Linked DNA regions of Zea mays: all the other regions are linked to region 3. Evidence: chromatin contacts called from public Hi-C data. All regions are on one chromosome and are shown on one strand. The core of a region is the stretch at or near the end of the contact, and the rest is flanking DNA. Distances in the headings are between cores, read along the strand shown.

Region 1 (4,933 bases), core at 1,842-4,341, 280 kb before region 3:
TTTATGATGAAGATGATGTTACTGATCCTTCGTATCACAAAGAAAGGATTAAAATGTTGTCCAAGCCATGTCTTTGGTTGTTGATGTGAGAACATGTTTGGTTATTTTGAAAATGATGGTTGGGAGCTACCGTTGGAAGAAACCACAACATTTTGCATTGCAAATGATATCCCAATATAAAAAACGAGTGATGTTGTACCATGTTTTGTTCGATCAAGGAAAGGTGGGAGAAACAATATTACCATAGAACATTTTTATTGTGTTGATACTTTCTATGCTGCTATAGATTATATCACCACAGAGTTGGATCATCGCTTTAATGAGATATCTTCAGAGTTGTTGGTGTGTTTTTCTTGTCTTGACCCAAGAAACTCGTTCTCTAAGTTTGATGTGGATGAGCTTATATATATATATAATGATTCTTCTTTTGACGATGACAAAACTATAAAAGATCATCAAAGAACTTTATTATTCATGTGCGAAGACTTGAAGAGTTTAAACCTTGTCATGATTTTGCGAGTCTATCAAAGACAATTATTCAACTTGAGGGGCATATTGGTATATCGACTTATTGAGTTAACACTGCGGTTACCGGTGGCGACTGCAAGAGTTGAAAGGGACTTCTCTGCTATGAATACTATCAAGACTGAGTTACGCAATAAGATGTCTCATGGTTGGTTAAATGACTTGACGGCGTGCTATATTGAAAGAAAAAATTTTAAAGGACTCGATCTTCAGAAATTTAAGAAGGTATTTCAAAATAAGAAACTAGGTCCTAGAACTCAACTCAACTAGAGGTTTATTCTTATTTCACTTGTTCAACAATTTTTACTTCAATTTGACGTTGTTAACTCATTTTTTTTTCTTTTTTTCAGATTTCATTCAATATGGCATTTTGTTGTAAATGGATTATGATCACGATGACTCTTGAATAAGATATTTTGCACATCTATCACTTATTTGTAGTTGCGAGTTGCTTTAAATTGTGTCATGAAATTTTGTTTGTCGTTACGTTAGCAACACCTAAATTTTTCGACGCTGCTTTGTAGGTAGAACTGAGCTTAAAAGAGTTAATATCACAAAGAAATAAACAATTAAAGAATCTGTGAGATTAAAAGTCTAGAATCCTATTTTTTCAAATGATTTTTATTTTCCTAAGAAAATTTTGTTTAATTTATTTTCACTTAGAAAAATAAAAATCACCAGAGAAAATAAAATTCTCAAACTAGTCCATAAGGATCGTAGCAGAAGGAATCCTCTCCAAAGTACACTGAACATAAGGTAGGAACATTGGCCTCAGCTCTACGATTTTAGATGTACGGTTCGATCCGGATGTTTGTGCATTGCGACGAACGCAAATAAAGTCTTTACCAAAATCCAATATACACAGGTAAAAAAAAGCCTGAAAAGAAAAATAAGTTCTACTGCTTGCACACTTCCTCGGCCCCACATGGAAGAAAAGATTTTTCAGCCTTTCTCTAGTGCCATCAATGCTCGCTCACGGTTCACACACTCGTCCACCAGACCACCACGTTGCGACTTGCGAGCCTGTGCAGCTGCGTTTGCGCATCTGGTTTCTTCTGGGTCATCTATATACTTCTCTCCTAGCAGGAACAGGAACAGCAAGCCACTCGCTCCTGCCGGCGAGACGATGGAGCGGGAGCCGTCGCGTTCCACTGACATGTGGGCTAGGTATGCGCTTCGCCGGCGACGTGATGCGGCACGGGGCTGGTGGACCCCTGTGGGTGCGCCGACTGGTACCGAACCATCGGTTTGCGGACGTTCTACCCGAAGGCGGGGTCCGGCGGCGCCTCAAGCGTATAGGACCTGCGCGTTGCAGGGCGCCATCCCGGCGAACTCGGCGGAGCCCTTGACCACCTCCCACTCCACCACTTCGTCCTCGACGCCGGGTACCGCGGCGGCGGCGGATGCGGCGGCAGAAACCGTGCCCACGGCGACGTCGAGCCCGGCGCCGACGACGTATATCCTCCGCCTCCCGCCAGCGACCTCCCCGAGCTCGCCAGCGACCACGTGCGGCCGGCGCACCTCGGGGGGCACCCCGGTGCCGGCCACCATCCGCCACTCGTCCCGGGCCTCGTCGTACCGCTTCAGCCGCCACTCCCCGTACTCCGCCACGATATACATCCGGCCGCCGGCGACGGCGCAGGAGCCCGTCCACCCCTCCCGCATCCCGCGCGCCATCTCGCACCACGAGTCCGCGGCGGCGTCGTACACGGCGCCGCGCGGCGCGCGCTCGAACGGCCACGCCCAACCCTCCGTCACGTACAGCTTCCCGCCCGCCGCCGCCGCGTCGTACCGCGCCACGGCGGCGCCGCGGCGCGGCGCGGCCGGCGACCACCGCCCGGCCTCCGGGTCGAAGACCTCCGCCTCGCCGTCCTCCCCGGCCACCACCACCCGCCCTCCCACCTCCCCGGCCGCCATGTACCCGCGGGGCGTCCGCATCGCCGCCGCCTCCTCCCACCCGTTCCGCGCGGCGCTGTACACCGCCACGCTCGTCACGGCCTTGTCGCCGCCCTCCTCGACGCCCCCAATCACGTAGATCTGGCCGCGGCGGGGGAGCCCCACCACCGCGAACGACCCGGCCGCGGCGCCGCCGGGCACCGGCGGGAGCAGGAGCCACTTCCTCGAGAAACGGTCGAGCGCCTGGCACTGGAGGCGCCGCGACATGGGGTCAAAGGCGAGGGCGAAGAGGAAGGGCACCGACCCCGTGGCCGCGGTCCCCGCCCCCGCCGCGTGAGGGAACAGCAGTGGCTTGGCCAGGGCGTCCGTGAGGAAGCGGTTCCAGGTGGAGGAGACGGTGCGGAAGAGGCGGTGGTAGAGGAAGGGCAGGTGGAGGAGGCACTTCTCGGCCACCTCCTCCGGCAGGCCCGGGATGAGCTCCATGACCTCCTCCCCCTCCCCGTCACCGGCGTCCAGCACCTGCTGCTTGCTCATGGACGAGAAGCTCATGGTGGCCGGGCCGAGCGGCGCGATTCTTCGGTCGAATTTGATGCGATTCGCTTCACCCCGCTGTGGGTGTGGGGGAGCTCTGTGGTTCGGCTTGGTGATGAGGAATGGAACCTGAAGCGGGGTGGGCACGAATTTATAGAGGTGAGTGGACTCTGGGCAAGTGCCAAGTCGTGCGGCTTTTCTCAGCTGGCGTCCTCCACTCCTCCCCTCCTGCCAAGGGCAACTACAGCTACAGCCCTTTCCAACCCACAGTCGTTCTTCTGTCTTCTCCCGAATGAGAGCCCATGGTGGCAGGCTGGCAGCGCCGGAGCCCGTTCTTCATCGTCCCGAACTTGGCACGCAGCAATAAGGCTTCGCCTCTCCATGGAATGCCTACAGCGTTTTCTACTTTAAACTACACTACGTAAATAAGACCTCAATTTCCATCGCCGACGGTGTCACCATGGTGGCCATATCGTCCCCAGGATGTGGCGTCCCCGTGTTCGGTTGCCTTGAAGGTTCCAAGTCGGAAACGGTTCCAGACCAGAAAACAGTGAACCACTCAATCCAGTCCAGAATTTGACACCACAAAAGTGCCATTGATCCGCCCCTCATCGTGTTGCAATGGTGCTGGATGTTGGATGCTTTGACCAACAAAAGTGGGCGGTGCACGATCGGAAAGAATGGTCTTTGTGCTTGTGCATCCATGCAGGAGTACTACTGCACAGGGTGAATGTGGCCAGGAACAGCCACAGGAACTTGAGGAAAGAATGGTCTTTGTGGCAATTATTTTGAAACGAAGGCGAAGTAATACCCCTCACTGCAACCGGGAATCGGTTCGGGCTCGTCGTGCTTTGGTTCAAGTGTTACAACATGCCACGGCCGCGTGGCCGGATTTCGAAACGATTGCCGTGAAGCTCGGTCCATCCGGTTCTTGTTGGATTGGATCTGGCCAGCGGCCGGCTCCGGTGATTCTTCGAGCTTGTTTGGCCGTACGCGTACGAGTTTTCCGCCACCCAGGCACGGACCCAAGGACGCGGCAGCTACTGCGCTGCCCGCGATCACGACGAGTCGACGACCGACGCGACGGCAGCAACTTGGCTCCTGGCCCGAGGAGGCCAGGACAGGAGGAGGAGGGCCGCTTGTGGGCCCGGCGAGAGGTGCATGTACTAGTACTGTACAGCCGTGATGGACAGCAGTCCAGTGGGCCTGGTGGGCGCGGACGGGCGTGTCCGCAAAGGAAAGGAAAGCTAGTACGTAGCTACGAGAATGTGCGGCGTGCGTGGGGCCCATTTGTCCTGGCCGAGAAGTTTCCAATTTATTTCCTCTCATCACTCCCATATATGCCATTTTCTGGTTTTTTTTAATTTCTCTCTAATAACTTTTATAGTTTCGTAGAAGTATGTCTATTTTTATTTATTTATTTATTTATTTATTTACACACTGACACTGCTACACGCTGCCGTGCTCTGTCTCCGTGGGTTTCGGATGAAAGAGGAGAGATGGCGCTGCGTCGGTGCGTGTGCGTGAGAGTTTGGGCTCTGCACGCGCAGGCCGTCCGAGGCACCGACCTCTCCGGTACCGATGCGCTCTCGACACGAGCCTGGAGACTCGTGCTGCTCGTTTTCCCTGTGTCGGTGCGGACCGTACTGCGACCACCGTCTTTTCCTCCGACAACAGCCACCCGAGATTAGTCTCCAACAAACCTGATATCGAAATGGATGGAAACCTTGTGCATTTTTTTTTTGTAACGATTCCATCTTTGTTGCACCGTGATATAATAATATATGGATCAAATAATCAACTTGGACGCGACTATTTGCTGCCGATAGATTTTTCCAGCGTTTGGGCATGGGACGGGCCTGAGAGGGGACGCGACAACAGCGGTCGGTCAATGCAATTAGTTGGTTGCCGCTACCGTAAGTCTGTAAGATGACAGCTACAGGCACGTTTACGGCCATCATCACCAGGCAACAGAAAATCG
Region 2 (4,906 bases), core at 991-3,490, 320 kb before region 3:
ATGATGATGAACTTATCATGGCTCTTATTACAATGTAAAAGTACGGAGACATTTGGAAGAATCGCTGACAACCCAAACTTGAGTCTATCCATGTTGTATGTTGATATGTTAGATAAGGAACATACTGTCATATTTGCATACATATATAGAAATTGGTACTTATAATTCTAATAAATATAATACGGATTTAAAGTAGATTCTAATCTCTGTGTACTATACAATATCCGTCAATAACGGTGTACTCGTTGTGTAGGTAGCCGTGGAAACAATTCTATGCGAGAGTCATGTATAGCGAAGCGTTTACAAGAAAATCTTGATGCACGGCCCCATGCATGTCCCTTTCGTGTTTGTCCTACCAAACGAACAGCTGGATTGAGTTGGGTTAAACAGTTGAACCGAACAGCTCCTAGACCATATGCTGCAAGAAGATGAAACGAAAAGATCTAAACATAGATGTTATCTAGCTAGTCCTGGAAATGCTTCACTGTACATGACTCCTAATTTTTTTTTCCATAAAACACGTGTACTATACAATATCCGTCAACAAAGGGGGAACATATTCCATGCACAAGTTCACCTTCATGCACATACGCATAAACTCAATATGAGCCCTTCGCTCGTATAACAACCTTTGCTTGAGATGCAGGTTTTTTTTTTCAAATATATAGCTGACGGATGAGGGGAACGTGGAAAGTGCTTTTCATAAAAAAAAATGTTAGCTAAAATAAAATATTATTGGACGAATGATCTAGATTGATTTTATGAATGTGTGCATGAATTTGGTCTTGTGCGTAGAATATGTTTCATAAGACTATGACCAACGGGCGTACATATGCATGCAAAATAGTGTTTTGAATGGTATATATTACTCTCTCTCTCTCTTTCCGTTTCTAAATAATAGTCGTTTTAGCTTTACATTTGTATGGCTATATTCATATAGATGATAATAAATCTATGCACATAAATAGAACACATACATTTGTTATTGTATGATTCTACTAAAAACGTAAAAACGAATTTTAATTTAGGACGGAGAGAGTATTATAGAGTGAAACTTAAAATAGAGGGAAAAAATGAATAAAGCTGCTGGAGGGAGGTAGACTAGCAACGGTGTAGTAGGTAAGTTTGTGGTTAGCGAACTAGGAAACAGGACTCGGTGGGCCAAGCCATCCACTAACGAGGCCGAACAGGATCCAGTACCACTCAAGTCGCCGCTCGAAACCGGAGGACGTGATAGGCCCAGTACCACAAGACCAACGTCACGAGTCACGTTACGAGGGCTGGGCACAGCACGTACGTACGTACGTCCGGTCCGGTCCGGTCCCTAATACGATCGGACCGAACGAATAATTCAGGCGGCAAAACAATGACTCGCGATCGAAAGAAAACGGCCGGACAAGAACAACCAAACAGCTGAAGCGAAGCCAGCGTGATCCGGCGGTGCTGCCACTACTCGTCGCGGCCGGGTTCAGGCAAGGCCTCGTGACAGGGATAGATATGATATCTGGCTCTGGCCCGATAACACCTGCAACTAGCTAGGAAAAGCTGTGCTAGCGGCCATAGGGAAAACAAGAAAAATCCGTATGCAGCAGCAACTGGTTACGTGATCAGCTGGCCAGGTCTGGCCAAACCCCAAGTGGTCTGGGGTCTCGATTCCATCCGGACATACACTTGTCTAGCTAGTTGTCTACCGTTGCAGCTGTCGTCATGATTATTAAGCACCGTATCATACTAGTAGCTACTGCCTACTATCATGCGTCTTAATTGGTCTTGCCCCCTGATGCAACCAAGCACCTGCCATTAGTGGATGGATATGTGCTCAAAACTACCTCGCGCGCGATCTGCAACTTGAGACCACAAGTGGCTCCGATTATTAAGCAGTTGGGCAAGCAGGATGGATGCCCGCCCCAGTTGCTCTGTCCTGTGTGTGGGGTGGGTCGATGGCGATTCATGTCTGCGCGCGTTTACATCTATCTGGAGTGGTTAGCACAGATTCGCAACAAGTGGCTGCGCTATCTGGATTCTGGAGTAGTAGTACTAGTGTGCAATTTGCATGAACCCCTGTGGGGCAGGAGGAGGTACGGTGTAGCATGGTTTCCCTAGCTGCACGAAGGATAGGCCGGCCGACCCTCGTCGTGACCTTCAGAGCACACGGCGGCTACGGTGTGCTGAGGCGCCTTTGATTATGCTAATGCGGTGTCCTGGACGTACGGCTGTCATCCTCGCATTTCTTACGCACATGGACCTCCATCCATCCCCTTCCCCCCCTGGACTGGTCAGGTAGTATCAGCTGTCGTTGCTTCAGTGCAGCCGTGCGGAGCAGGTATTTGTTAGTACGTACGTACGTACGTGCGTGCTCCGCATCAAAAACAAAGCAAATGCACATCCATCCTCGGTGGCGGCCGGCGGGCGCGATGGGATCACGGATCGGGGTCCCCACCCAACGCACAGCCAGCCACACTGACGCGGTGACGCCTGTGCGGCAGCGCGTGCACCCGTGTGCTGCCGCGTTCACCGAATGGATTTGCTTCTTTAATAAATATAAAATAAATACAGCAGCTCTGCGTTGACAATGACAAGAAGCACAGTTTGCAGTGCAGCTCCCCGGTCACGCACGCACGCCTGGTGCAGCCTGCAGGCGAATTGAAGCCCCCCCCCGTTTCATGCCACAGGGCCAGTTGGGACTTGGGAGTGGGCGGAGCAGGCGGTCGTCGCGTCGCCATCGCGCCATGATTGCGCCTCCGACAAGAGGCTATCGCGCCATCAGGCGGCCGATCGTCACGCGAGGCGGCGGTGCGAGTCGAGTGCGGCAGCCACCTAGACCCAGCTCTCCCGTGTGCAGTCAGCCAGGCCGCCTCGTGCGCCCACGTTCAACACAAGACACAACCCAACCCGCCCCGGCTGTCACCGGCCGCGACAGATAATTCTCTTTCTCTCCGTCGACTCGAGGCTGCAGGGTTTAGGGTTTCAGCCCATTCATCCCTAATTCGCTATAAGATTCTCTTCAACGATTTCTCTATATTTCTCTTTCTATATTCTACTATCTTATCACATCAGCAAACTTTTTTTCTCTGTATCTCCATCTTATTCAGCGGCTCCCCCTAAATTTCTTCGTATATCTCACTACCTTCATAAATTATCATTTCTCGTACTTATTTATCATCTATTACTATTCTTTTTTCATAACTAACAAATACCTCCGCGCAATGAAATCGAGGCAAGGAGGGCCGGCACCGGCAGCAGCACCCTTCATCTAGCCTAGTGTTGTGCCATCAACTAGTACTGCAGCAGCCACAAGGGTGAGTGATGAATGCTCTGTCGGGCCGCTAATGCCGTCACTGGCATAGTGGCATGGGACGGTTTAAACTCTCTCGGTCTGAAAAACAAAAAAAAACACAATTTTAATTTTAACTAAACATGTACTGTGCAAGTTTCTTCATATTAGTATATTAGAAAAGCTAATGTGATACGGGATTCGTTACGAAATTCATTATTACAATACACTCAAGCTGCTATATATAGTGGATGTATAGACCTTTTTCTTTTCCCTTACAAATTTAGGTAGATTTAGGTTGTTTGTTGACATCATTGTGACCTTGCTGTGTCCTCTTGTCGACTTCAGTTCACTGTTCACGTCATTGCATCCCGTTCTTTCGATTTTGTTTTTCCTTCTCCCATGTTGCTTCAAAAATGCGTACCTACATGGCAGCCAGCCAAGATGTTGAACGCTCATCCTATTTATAGTATTCTAGCGACTAATTCTTAGCTCTCTATTTTATTTTTATTTTAGTCCTTAAATTTCTAAATACGAAAACCAAAATATAGTTTTAGTTTATATATTTGGTAATTTAAGAACTAAAATAAAATAAAATAGAGGACTAAAAATTAATTCTTAGAAACCAAACATTTCTAAGGTCTTGTTCGGTTATTCCTATCATACGTGGATTAGGTGGGTTCAAAAAAAAATGAAAGATTTCGACTTGTTTGGAATTGAAATTCATTTAAACCCACCTGATCCATATGAATTGAGAGCAAAACAAATAAACCTTAAGTTAGTTTGTTGATGGGAGGAAAAAAAATTCAGCGATAATTGAAACTACGGTTTTTAAGAAAAGCCAAGTCCGATCTCTCTTCATTTCTTTAGCCATCGTCGGCTCTCATGACACCGCCACCACTTACAAATCATAGAAAAATGAGTTAATATTCTAGACAACTCTGGCTTCTTGATAAAGCGAGCGTCTCTGTTTCAGATTCTAAGTATAAAATAGCTTCATTCTGTAAAGGGGTAGAGAGCCCAGTATAACCCAATATTGCTTAGGAAATACGTTGGGCCGGCCAGCAAGGGATCCAAGTAAAAAACTGAAAGGAAAATGTGTCTTTCCGCAGTTTCAATAATGTTTTGGTGATTAAGTGTTCAACACGGCTAATTAAGTTCTTATGTGCCAAGTAAAGTGAGAAGTGCAAATCAAAGAAAAATGTATGTTTCTAGACTTAGTACATTGTTTTGAGTACTAATGTGTTTTGTCTAAGTGCTAGAAACAGTGAGAAAAGAATTGAAAAAAGCGTTGGCTGTGAGCAGCCAAACTTCAGCTCAGTCTGGCACACCGGACTATCCGGTGGTGCACCGGACAGTGTCCGGTGCGCTAGGCTGGTCTCCGGTGAAAGTGCCGCTCTCGGGATTCTACGGCGGCGTACGGCTATAATTCACCGAACTGTCCGGTGAGTCAACGGTCATCTGAGCAACAGTCAGCAGCGCAATCTTCGCGCGACACGTGGACTGCTCCAACGGTCAGCTGGTGCACCGGACTATGTCCGGTGCGCCAATCAGCCTAGAGGAGCAACGGTCGGATATGCCAAATTTGGAAGGAGATCGCGCTAGATCTGGGCATAAAACCCGAGCCCAAAG
Region 3 (5,089 bases), core at 423-2,922:
TCATTCTTATTCTCAAAGCCTTGTAAGCGAAGCAAGAGACACCAATTGTGTGGTGGTCCTTGCGGGGTCTAAGTGACCCGAGAAATTAAGGAAGAAAGCTCACTCGGTCTAGGTGACCGTTTGAGAGAGGGAAAGAGTTGAAAGAGACTCGGTCTTTGTGACCACCTCAACGGGGACTAGGTTCTTTGGAACCGAACCTCGGTAAAACAAATCACCGTGTCATCCGCTTTATTTTCTTGGTTGATTTGTTTTCCCCTCTCCCCCAGACTCGGATTTTATTCTAACGCTAACCCCGGCTTGTAGTGTGTTTAAAGTTGTAAATTTCAGTTTCCACCTATCCACCCCCTCTAGGCGACTTTCACCGCTGAATGTGGTGATTACACACCATGTCCAAATGAAGTTGTCCTTCAGTAATTACCCTATTATACCTGGAACAGACTTAGAAATAAGCAACGAGTTAATGTTTTGAGGACCTTAGGCCAAAGAGGGACCCAAATAGTTTTCTCTCATCTTAATACATTGAAGCACAATTCTCATATACTCTAAAGTTTTTTTCTCGGTCATCTTTACTTACCTATAGGGATTTGGACATTCTCAATCTAGTAAAGATGCCCTTAGACCGACGCCAACCTGATGGGTACGAGTTTGGTCAAAATTTCAAACTCGTTATAGGTACGGATTTTTAATGAGTATATATATTTTTCACGGATATAGATTTGATATGGCAAAACCCAGCGAGTTTATACCTGTTGCCATATCTAGGTGTCACTGGCCTACGAAGGTTTATATAAAGTGAATTAATAAACTGCCCTTTATTTTTCCATAAAACGGAAAATAGTTGAATATATATATATATATATATATATATAGTTACCGACTCTGTGTATTTTGGTATTTCTGTACATTTTTTCTCGCCGTTTCCTGTTTTTTCAACTCCAGATCTCTATTGATGTATGATCTATATTTTCTCTAACCATTGAACTTAGTAATTATTGAATATAGGCCAAACATTGAGAGAGACAAAAGAAAAAAAATTGACGGCGGGCCTCAAACATTTCAATATGAGCAAAATCATCATTGTGGCCTTTCCAATTAATTTAATTTCACTTTCAAAAATCTCTTTAGCATAGATCTATTTCACTGCATCCTTCGCTTGAAACCCTGAGGTGCATGAAAGGCCATGTTGCGGAGATAAGTGCAACAATACGAGCTTTTATGTTATCTCCAGGCACTAACATGCTTGCATATCTATTTTTGGAGATCACGTTTAATACCATTCACCCTCAACGTAGCATAGACGAGACACGAGAACGCGGCTCAGCCTCTATATGGCCTAATGGAGTGTTTGGTTTGTGTAATTACTCCATCTAAATAGATGCGGTGTATTATGGGTTCATATTTCTTAAATTTGGTGGAATACCTCAATTCCTCAAATTAATATTAATTAACTAACTATGAGAAATAATATGGTGATAGATTAACACATTTTATTCAACAAACCAAACAAAAACAGTCAGACCCAACATTCTAACTTCATTACATGTCTATATGTACAGCAGTACAGCAGTACATACGTATGCGCTCTCTGCTGAAAGCGTACACACGCGCGTGCTGCTCTGCTGCCGCTGGGCATAGCAGCAAGCACGAGACCACAGGTGGGTCGGCCGGTTGGGCCCTTGTGGTCCCCACACGCCATTATCACCACGAATCAATCGTACAGATGGCGGTCGGACGGACCACACAACCAACAAACCAGAAGGTGGTCATACCTTCTTCCCTTTTGCCCGTAGGCACAAGTTGTGGAGTGTTGGTTAGATCACACATGTAAAGACTCATCATCATCAACTACATATAAATAAATATATCTGCGTATTCAGCCTTTTTTCCTGCCCCCTCTGTTCCTCCGTGCAGTCTTAAGATAAAATATATATCATTCCATGTACAATCACGTTGGTTGTTGGTAGTGGTAGATGGAGGAGGAGCTTCTATTATCTGATGTAGAAAAAACGGATTTAGGGTGCCGTTTGATTCACGTATCGGTAATATAATAGATGAATAACTGATAACGTTAGATCATATTTGTTTAGAACCAACAGTAATCAGATAGCATATTAGGAACTAATACCGACCTATTCAAATTTGTTATCATTGTTACTCGAGTTTGAATAATTACCGTTATCATTTACGTTACATTTCGTGAACCAAACGACACCTAGGTGTTGTTTGATTCATATAATTGTAACGTGATGTGTAACAGATCACGTTAAACCATGCTTGTTTAAGTCCAACCATAATAAGATACCACACTGGAAATTGATATCGGCTTACTCAAACTTATTACCGTTGTCACTCGAGTGTGAATCATTACCCTTGTCATCCATGTTACAATTCGCGAACTAAAAAAGACCTTATAGCCCCAAGGCAGCTAGGAGTCGTTGGAGCTCCATTTGAAAGGTCATAGATGCCTTCTGTCCATGGACGCACCGGACAGGAAACAATGTCGATTTCCTTCCTTTTCTGGCGAAACCGACCATTGCAGCCACGACGCTCGTGGCACATGGCGAAGTCCACGCGTCACCCGTTGATTGCGTTGCCGACCGTTGGCGTGGGCGCGGCTGGCATACCGGACAGTCCGGTGAATTATAGCCGCGACGCGCTGAACTTTTCCCGAGAGCGGCTGTTCGCTAGGGGAGCCAGCCTGAGCACCGGATAGTCCGGTGCACCTCAGTCTAGCTGGACTCAGCCAAACTCTTCCAATTCAATTTCTCTCGTTTTAACAAGGCTCCTAGCACTTAGTAGAATAATATTAGTACCAAAAACAATTTACTAAATCTAGAATCATACCTTGATTTTCCATTTGCATCTATTTGACACTTAGCACAAAACAATATATGTTGAACATCGAATAACCAAAATATTTATAGAAATGACCCAAGGGCACATTTCCATTTCACAGTCTGACTTGTTAGTGTGGACAATCAAAGATTATATCAGTTCGAGCGAGAGTTCTAATTTGTTACGATATCTTGTTCAGACTAAGCTCCAACTCTGCTTAGTAAAAAAAAAGATAAAGCAAGGAGAGCTAGCGTTTAATGGGTGCTTTGTAAATTTAAACTCTAGCTTTTATAAGCTGCTCTATCATGAAGTCTATGGAGCCAAAAAGCGATCTCAAAGAACCTTCATAGTCTCATGCATTACGGGCTCACTAGTTAGTTGCTTGTAAATTGCTAAGGTCTTTATATATATCATATCATATAGATAGATCTAGTTTAAATAAGATATTTATTAAAATATGGTTATATTTTTTGTATTTTAAAATTATTAGTATGTACTTTTACATTCATATAACATAAATAGACATGAGTTGTAATGGTAGAAACCGAGCACTTAAAACTAGTGGGTAGCATTCGAATCCCTACACCCTATTTTTAAAATATTTATTTCTCGTCGTAGAGAAAATTTATTCGCTCATTGTATTAAGTAAAGATAAAGATTTGATTCTCTCTGGGGTGGGAGAAGTAACCAAATGAAAGCCAGATAAAAAGTCTCGCCTCACGGCATGGCTCACAAGCACCAATATTAATATAACAATAACAATTGCAATAGAACGGGGGTAGTTATACCAGAAAGGTGGGTGAGAATGGAGACAGGATCATGAGGAATGAATGATAGTACTAGTGTTGACCAGATCTGGATCACCCCATCAGGCGATCACGTACCAAGTCACTAGCTATCACAGGAGTGCTCCAGCTTGATGCGCGATTAATCGCATAGAATAATCTGTGACTCGGAGAAATGGCGATGAGCGCAGGCAAGCAATGTGGCCATGCCCGCGACAGGTGGCCTCCCTGTCTGTCGTGCCAAGTGACCAGGCATATGGCTCCAAGCTCCACGAGATTCGGACAGACATAAAAGAGGCCCAATAATTGAGGGGAGCTCACGATCCCTGGCTTCCAAGTCACATGCATACATCGACAGAGACAGATACAAAGGCCGGCCGAGTGATTGATCAAATAGACGGCTCCTGCCTGCACCCAAGAGCCGTTCTAAGTTTGTTTCACAGTCTTGCCCTTGCGTTGGCGATAAGTGATGGCTAGGATCCGCTGTCTGCGCGACCTACATATAAGGGGGTGAGGGTCTAGGCCTCGCTTATTTCTTTATTGTAAGTATTAGTGTCTAGATTTTTTACCATTAAATCTTCTGCTGAACCTAACTAAAATGTCCTCGCTCTAATATTTTGGTGTCTATCCTTAGAAGTGTGCCTTCATTTTTGTTTTGTTCTGGGTCTGTCCCTGTTTGCGCCCATCTTGGCATGCATGGCGTGTATACCTGTCCGTGTCAGGCTTTGTTCGATTATTTCTTTTTCACATTGATTGAAGGATTGAAGCGGACTAAGATGTATTGAAGCAGATTTTAACTTGCTATAAATTTAAACTGACTTAATTATATCCAATCCATATGAATTAACATCTAACCGACCCAGTCCTGAGGTGGATTATTGTTAAGAAAAGAAAGAAAGCAAAAGAGCCGGCAGATGCTTTTGGCAACACAGCAGCCGATGGTTGAGCCCAGGAGGCCCGGAGAAGTTGAGAATTGAGATTGAGAGCAGAGAGAGAAGCCCATCGTCTTGTGACTGCCGCGCTCGCATGCTGCCTTGAGTCGACATGCAGCCCAGGCACAGCAGCAGGCCCTCTATACTGCAGTAGCCTGCATGCCCTCCGAATTTTTTGCATTTTGGTCCTTTATCGGAAAAAAATTCACGTTTGGACCCTAGAAAATTTTAATGTCATTTTTGGACCCTTTACTCGGCGCCGTAGCCTGTGGCGCCGAGGTAACACAGCTCGGCGCCATAGGCTATGGCGCCGAGGTACGTGTTGCGTTGGCACAAACGGATGTCGTGGCGCCGACGTGGTGCCGAGCTCGGCGCCATAGATTATGGCGCCGAGCTCTATTCTATACAGAAAACTTATCTAGCTTAGTTGGTAAAATACAAGACCCTTAACCTTATGGTTGCGGGTTCAAGCCCCATGGTGGGTGGTTTTTTTTAATACTTTTTGTCTTTGTCACTTTTTTGTTTTTTTTGTTGTCC

What was found. A called contact is a pair of places that touch in the nucleus more often than the background predicts.
Region 1: a Hi-C map of leaf shows a contact between it and region 3, with 6 times the contacts expected there. The contact joins the promoter of LOC100382223 here to the enhancer-like site in region 3. A contact is called at or near these places in 7 of 25 Hi-C or Micro-C datasets (bundle sheath, ear, endosperm and 2 more).
Region 2: a contact with region 3 is called in a Hi-C map of ear, with 2.4 times the contacts expected there. The contact joins the promoter of LOC118473462 here to the enhancer-like site in region 3. A contact is called at or near these places in 8 of 25 Hi-C or Micro-C datasets (bundle sheath, ear, endosperm and 4 more).

What each region holds. Positions count from the first base shown.
Region 1 is chr9:112,740,663-112,745,595 of Zm-B73-REFERENCE-NAM-5.0, reverse strand. LOC100382223 reads right to left here and starts at 3,091. Exons shown (of 1, transcript NM_001174979.1): 1 at 1,339-3,091. The coding sequence starts at 2,970. The coding sequence ends at 1,813.
Region 2 is chr9:112,788,191-112,793,096 of Zm-B73-REFERENCE-NAM-5.0, reverse strand. LOC118473462 reads left to right here and starts at 2,240. Exons shown (of 3, transcript XM_035962842.1): 1 at 2,240-2,280. The coding sequence starts at 2,240.
Region 3 is chr9:112,463,839-112,468,927 of Zm-B73-REFERENCE-NAM-5.0, reverse strand. No RefSeq gene overlaps it. Among protein-coding and RNA genes, the nearest start is that of LOC100502532, 78 kb to the left of the region's middle. Within about 2 kb of position 1,672, at least 18 of the 20 cell types and tissues checked have an H3K27ac peak or open chromatin away from gene starts, as enhancers often do. A contact at or near this core is called in bundle sheath, ear, endosperm and 3 more, where this site is marked.